Linked DNA regions of Mus musculus: region 1 is linked to region 2. A link is a contact called in public Hi-C data. All regions are on one chromosome and are shown on one strand. Each heading gives the region's core, a stretch centred on a gene start, on an enhancer-like site or on the middle of the called end of the contact. The rest is flanking DNA. Distances are from core to core; before and after follow the strand shown.

Region 1 (3,017 bases), core at 261-2,760, 98 kb after region 2:
TCATTAAACTCAGGGATGCTGCTGCTTTTATTGGTCAAATGCTGTGGTTTGGGTAACTTTGCTTAACCCATAGCAACTTCTCGTGGAAGAATGTTTTACAGTGACCCATATCAGCTTCTGGTGGGATAGCATGGAACACAGAGCCGCATTTTGAGTGTTTCTACAAGGAGGTAGTGCTTGATCGAACTCGCCATCCTGAGTTCATTTCATCTCATGGGCTTTCATGTTTCAGCTCCCTTAATGTTAACATGAAATGCTTCCGATGCTTTGAGTCCCATCCTATGGTTCTGCTCACTGAAGATAAGCAGCAATTTCTCATTTTATTTTACTTTATCATGGGTCACTAATGGGTCTAAATAACCTTCTTAGCTGTCCTGGCAGAACCAAGCGAGAAGAGAAGAGCCAAGAAAAGGGGGCCAGGAGAAAATGAAAGGACTGGAGAGGACGTGTGAGAGAACAAAGCAAGGAGATACAGAGAGACATTTTATCTGCTGATTGCTTAAGGGGCTGCCCATTTCCTGGATAATAAGCTTGGAATTAGAGAGTCCATCTTCAGATCCTCAAAAGAGGTTTCTGCCACCGTACCTGGCTCTACCCCATGAATTCCTAAACACCAGAAAACCAGTACTGTATGAGATGTTAATATGTGTTCCTTTCAGACTGGAATACAGACCAGTAGATAACAGCTAACAGCTAGTTAACCTTAACCTGCTTTTAGGTGCATTAATCTGTGTTTAGGGAAGGGAGCAGCAGCCTTGTGAGTTTGAAGCCAGTGGTCGGTACATATATGGGACTCTCTTAAAAACCGAAACAGCAAAAGCAAGTGTTCCCTGAGGTAATTCACTATGATCTCTAGCTTCCTCGTTAACTGATATTATTATATATTGGCTCATAACCCTGGTCAGTTTTCTTTATTGTATAGATATGTTTCTGTAATATGAGTACCTTTTAAATTATTGTTACTTAAAATTAAAAAACTCCAAGTCTCAAAATTGCATGTTGGCCAGGGCTTCCCTTTCTTTAAATTTGTTGATCATAGGATGGGAAGGTAGTCAGGATCTAGGACAACCAGGCACATAAAAATTCCTAAGCCTTAATGTCCAGGTATACAAGTGAAGTGTCCCCACCCCCACCCAAAGCTCATGTGTAGAAGGCTTGGACCCCCAGTGCTTCCCAGAGCTCAAACCTTTGGAATATACTTGGATCATGAGGGTCCTCTTGAAGAGGCTACACCATTGATGGACTAAATGATTGGAGGAGTTAAGCTTTGTTATGAAGTTCCTTCTCTCTTTCCCTTTCCCCCACTTCCCCTTCCCTTTTTCTACCTTCCCCATCTTTGTCTCCCTCTTCTTCCCTTTCTGGCTATCAATGGTTCTGCAGTGTGCTATCTACTAATCTTCTGTCTCATGACAGGCCTAAAAGCAATGGGGAGCCGGCCCACCCCAGGCCACTACGCACCGGATCCTCAAACAACCTTTTTCTCTTTGAAGTTGCTTTCTCTCAGATATTCTGCTAGAGATGGAAGGCTGACACACTCACTCGGGTTGGTCTCTTATGTGAAGAGTTTCTCTTATGTGAAGTCACACAGATTTCTCTGCAAAGGACACATGACCGGCAAAGTCTGTAAGAAAGTAAGAATGAGAGAACAGAAAGATCTGGTAATAAAAGCGTGCGCATCCTTCAAAGAGAGAAACAGCTCAGGAAAATACACAGAACCACAGAGCCTTGAAGTAGCTGCCACTCTCACACATTTCTGTCACATCTCTGTGCTTTTCATAGAAGGAAACCGGGACCAAGAAAGTGGAACTGATACACCCAAAGCTATGCAGTCTGTGTGGGCAGAGCTGCCTGTCCTAGCACTCTTCACACTATTACATAGACTAATCAGAACAGACAACAGATCGATGCATTGCCTTTTTAAAGAAGAGCCAGGCCTAGGATGAAGGTTATTTATTGAGGTATTGAAAGATTAAGCTTTCCAGGCTATGAGTGACAGACACCCTGTGTGCATCAAACAGAGGGAGCACATAGTGCAGCCTGTTCAAAGGGTTGCTGTGGATAAGACTTGCTTCCCATGTGCCATGACTTAGTTTCTATTTGGGACAAAGGAAAGGGATTTAGTTGAGGTCCTTGGGTTTCTAGCAAGTAGAGCATGGTTCTGTGTGTTCTTTCTCCAGGGAAGAGATTGGATACAACTCAGATACCCCAATCCCTGGCTGATGCCAGTGGACACTGGGCAAAGCCCCGTGTTCTGGCCATCTCTCCTTGGCTGCAGATGGAGAATGGACTCGTGGTCAGCTGCCCATTGACAAGAGGGAGGCTTTGAACTCTTTCAGAGCTGCTTAGCCAGGAGAGTTACTGCTGAAAGAACACGGGCAACTTATTTCCATCTTACAGAAGCGCCGTTTGTTAGCTGCACTTGGCCCTGCCCCATTAAATTAGCCCTGCATTCTCAGTAGCTTGTTGGAAGAATTGCTAGAGCTCTGCTTCATTGCTCCTTGGCAGGCTGCTTAGTGGAAGACTTTGTTAGCAAGCGCCAAGATACAATACTGAGACTTAGAATTAAGCCTGCCCAGAGCCCAAGGCTTTTGTAGGCGAATGCTTTTATTTATTTACTTATTTAAAATTTATTCTTCTATGATGCATTTCCATTGTAGTGATGGACCCCGAACAATTATGGGTCAGGAACAGTAGTACCTCTTTAGTCCTTTTTTTCCAGCTTTCTTATGGGGTTCTGGAGCCCTGGTGACTTAGGGAGATCACAGCTTGTAATTTTTGTGAATATTTGACTGCTTTTTCTTTAGTCAGACCTAGCAAAATTTGAAGAGTCCTATAGACTTATGTTCAGCAAAGAAAATGGTTTGGCTGTAAAAATAAGTCGGGGCTGTGAGGTCAGCTTGATGAGGGTCATCGGTTCACAGTGTGGTTGATGTTCGCAGCTTGCCTGGGTCCCTTGCCACTGCCTATTGGTTTTAGATGCAACACAGGGAGTCAGTGCACCCAGTAGGCATCCGTTT
Region 2 (3,233 bases), core at 636-3,135:
GGATACAAGGGTCCTTATGTAGGAGTCTGACAGGACAATATGGAAGGCATTAAAGGAAACCCAGACAAGAACTTAGCCAAACTTGACCTTTAGAGTACTAATCTTATAGCTGTTGTGAGGTCAAAAGGAAAGTAGTGTGTCTGTAGGGACCAGGACAGAGGGACCTGAGGTGGGCACTGCTGGTGGCCTGGAGACTACCACCCAGAACTCAGAAGGCGACGCGGTGGCACCAGGAAGACCTTGCTTCAGTAGTCTGGGTTATGCACTTCTCCTGGTCAAAAATGCGGAACGGTTCCTCCGTGGCAGATTGTATCGCCACGATAAGCAAAGGCAACTGGTAATTCTTATAAATGGGGATTGAACTGTAGAAAGGCGCAGGGAAAGATAAAACTATGTACTGTTTGGATTAAGCTTAAATCTACTGCAAGCAGTTTCAAAAGCCAAAGTTGAGGGTTGGAGTCCAAATATGTCTTGCAAAACCCTTCTGTGTATAATTAGCTTCTTTCTTCAGCCTTCTCCACCCCTTCTAGAGCAAGGTGATTTTATTTCCTTCTAAATCTGGCCACAGGTCCCCACTCTGAATTGCTGGCCTCAGGTTGGCTGAGCCTCGGGTCAGTGCACTGCCTGGTCTCTTGACCTGGTCCCTTGCTACTGCTGGGTGAGAGAGCGTCTCTTCTACAGGCCTGGGCAAGGAGCATAACAGAAGCAGATCTGCTTTTCCATTCAGCAGCCTGTCACAGTCCACCTTTCTCACTGCCCCTGAAGTGAATAAAGTAAGCTTCCATTGTGGCCCCCGTTTCTTTCAAGCTGTCAGCCCAAACGTGCTGGAACTTGTACTGGGGGGCGGGGGTGCAGTGTGGGACTTGAATACCATCTTTCTAGTGGAAATCTCCTCCCTTCATGGTCTGCTGGAGTTCTTGAGGCTGGGCCACAGCATTTGTGTGCTGAATGCTTCCTGTGTCAACATGGGTTGGCTGCTGTCATTGCTGTAGGCCATAGTCTCCAGGTAAGGTCTGCAGCCAGCACCTCCCTGCCTGCAGGTACACAGGAAGACCAATCCCTTCTGCCCAGTGGGATGGTGCGTTTGAAGGAACAAACCCTCAGGTGAAGTAGGATCTCGGTGCTGCTCTCCAAAAGCCTTCCTTTGGTTTTCAGCTCACAGTAGATTGTAAATGACTGCATCATTCTGCACTCAGCAGGAAGGACAAACTCTCAAGAAAGGTCAAATGTGAGACTCATCCTTCCTATAAACTGCTTTATCTCTCTGTAACTTCTAAAAATACAAGATTATCATCAAAGGTTGTTTCTACTCCCTTTAATCAGGATGGTTGTAAGCATGGGAAATGACAGACTGAGATTCCTGCATATTTACTCTGTGGGTCCAGGAGAAATGGCTGTTCTTAGAAAGCACGAACTGTCCCCTCACCTGCCAGGTTTCTCTTCTGTTCCATGCTCCTCTTTCCTTTTTCTGTATTCATGCATAATTTATGTTGTGTTTATTTACACAAAATATGTAGTGCTGCTTCCACTATTCTGAATGAGGAGGCTGTAGAGAAACAACTTGGAGACAGTACTGTGGCAGGGCTGTGAGGCCTCACAGGTGGACAGAGGCTGGAGGCAAACAGGAAGTACAGTGTGTCAGGTTATGGAGTCTTGTTCAAACTCGGGAGCAGATGAGTTTTACTTTGGCTCCATCATATTTCCTGTTGTGCCACTTCCTTTAGCTTCCTAGGACAAGGCTGTGCCTGCCCATTGGGTTCCTTCCTTCAGCCCGAGGGTTCCAGGACCTCTGCCAGAAACCCACAGGGCAGATTACAGATGGGTCAGGGCCCCATGATGCTGCCAGGGGTTGACTCTTTTGCTATGTTGAGTGTCAAGCTTACAAGAGTTAGTGGAAGATGACTCAGGGCTGGTTTCTAGTCAGGAGAGGTCGAAGACTCCCACCCTGGGGACCTGCCCAAGGTCAGATGGACAGACCTCTACTGAGAGTAAACTGGAAGCGGGTGCTGTACTGAAATCTTCATGACACCATTGGTGTGGAACACACTTTCAAATCAGTTCTCTCTTTGTAGAATGCCTGGGTCAGGACCATGCCTGACCTGCCTGGTGATGTGTGTCCTGGTTAATGAGTGATGTCTGATTGTCCCCTGGGACAGGAAGTGCTTTGTGCTATTCCGATGGCACACAGATGCAGAATGTACTGACTTTTGGAAGAGACTACCGTGACTGGGTCAGGACAAAATACTTAGATGCAGGATGGAGGAAGCTCTGTTATCCATCATGTTAGCCGAGTCTCAACTGAGAAGCAGTGAGGGCGAGCAGGAGACATCAGGCTGAGCACACGCACGGTGGAGTATGTGCCAGTCCCGCAGTGGCAACACTGTTGTGAAGAATAGCAGCATTCGTACATATTGAAGTCGTATTTTAATACTGAACTACAAAAACGTATCCTTGAGATTAGGTTTTCCCTTCAGTTTTACCTTTTAATGCAGATTCTGAAAGAAATAAAATAAGAGGCTCGAGTTGTACTTGTATTGGACAGCTCTACTCAAAATGTCTAGACTGAAACAGACGTCTGAGGAGTGAATCTGCTGACCACTAATGCCTGTGTTCTCTCTTTCATTTCTCAACAGATATGACTCCACGTAGCATGAAAAGGACTGTAGTAGTCACCAGTTCCTTTCTGTCCCCTCCTATACAGTTTCCGTTTCTTTTTACACTTGCTTGCCCAGCCGTCTGTAGTACACCAGATTCAGGTGTTTGCGCTGTGTAGAATTTGTGTGCACAGATACGTGCTTGGATCCTTCTCCTAAGAAGTTGGAAGGAGGGGGTTACGCAATACCCACTTCCTGCTCAGACCTCGCCACTTCTCAGCCTCCGGGGTTGTGTGGTCTCTGGAGGCCCCTGCAGTGCACTGGCCCCTTGGAATGGAACGCCCTGCTGTGCCATCCTAGAGGGACAATCAAGTGCAGTGGAACCAGTGACCACGCTCTGCCTCGACTTCTGGTTTCCTGTAAAATAAACACATTACTTTATATTTTTAGGGAACAAAAAAAAAGTGCTGCTATAGGGTTCAAAATTTTCATTCTGAACACTTTTCCAAAACCAACCCCAGAGAGCATTTTAAATATCCTGGTCATATCTTTGGATCTGTAAAATAGACCTTTTAGTATGGCACCTGTTAAAATGCAAAGCAGATTCCTTCAAGGCAGAAAAACAGTTTGACAATAGCA

Evidence for each region. A called contact is a pair of places that touch in the nucleus more often than the background predicts.
Region 1: a Hi-C map of CD8 T cells shows a contact between it and region 2, with 5 times the contacts expected there. The contact joins two enhancer-like sites. A contact is called at or near these places in 29 of 484 Hi-C or Micro-C datasets (the Ba/F3 cell line, CD4 T cells, CD4 single positive thymocytes and 19 more), 1 of 115 datasets of contacts at active chromatin or transcription factors (astrocytes) and 1 of 9 other capture datasets (adipose tissue).

What each region holds. Positions count from the first base shown.
Region 1 is chr2:49,866,846-49,869,862 of GRCm38.p6, forward strand. All of the region lies in intron 2 of Lypd6b (LY6/PLAUR domain containing 6B), which reads left to right. Among named protein-coding and RNA genes, the nearest start is that of Lypd6b, 81 kb to the left of the region's middle. Within about 2 kb of position 1,511, at least 19 of the 459 cell types and tissues checked have an H3K27ac peak or open chromatin away from gene starts, as enhancers often do. A contact at or near this core is called in CD8 T cells, where this site is marked.
Region 2 is chr2:49,768,531-49,771,763 of GRCm38.p6, forward strand. It overlaps Kif5c (kinesin family member 5C), which reads left to right. Exons shown (of 26, transcript NM_008449.3): 26 at 2,634-3,233. Among named protein-coding and RNA genes, the nearest start is that of Lypd6b, 18 kb to the right of the region's middle. Within about 2 kb of position 1,886, at least 55 of the 459 cell types and tissues checked have an H3K27ac peak or open chromatin away from gene starts, as enhancers often do. A contact at or near this core is called in CD8 T cells, where this site is marked.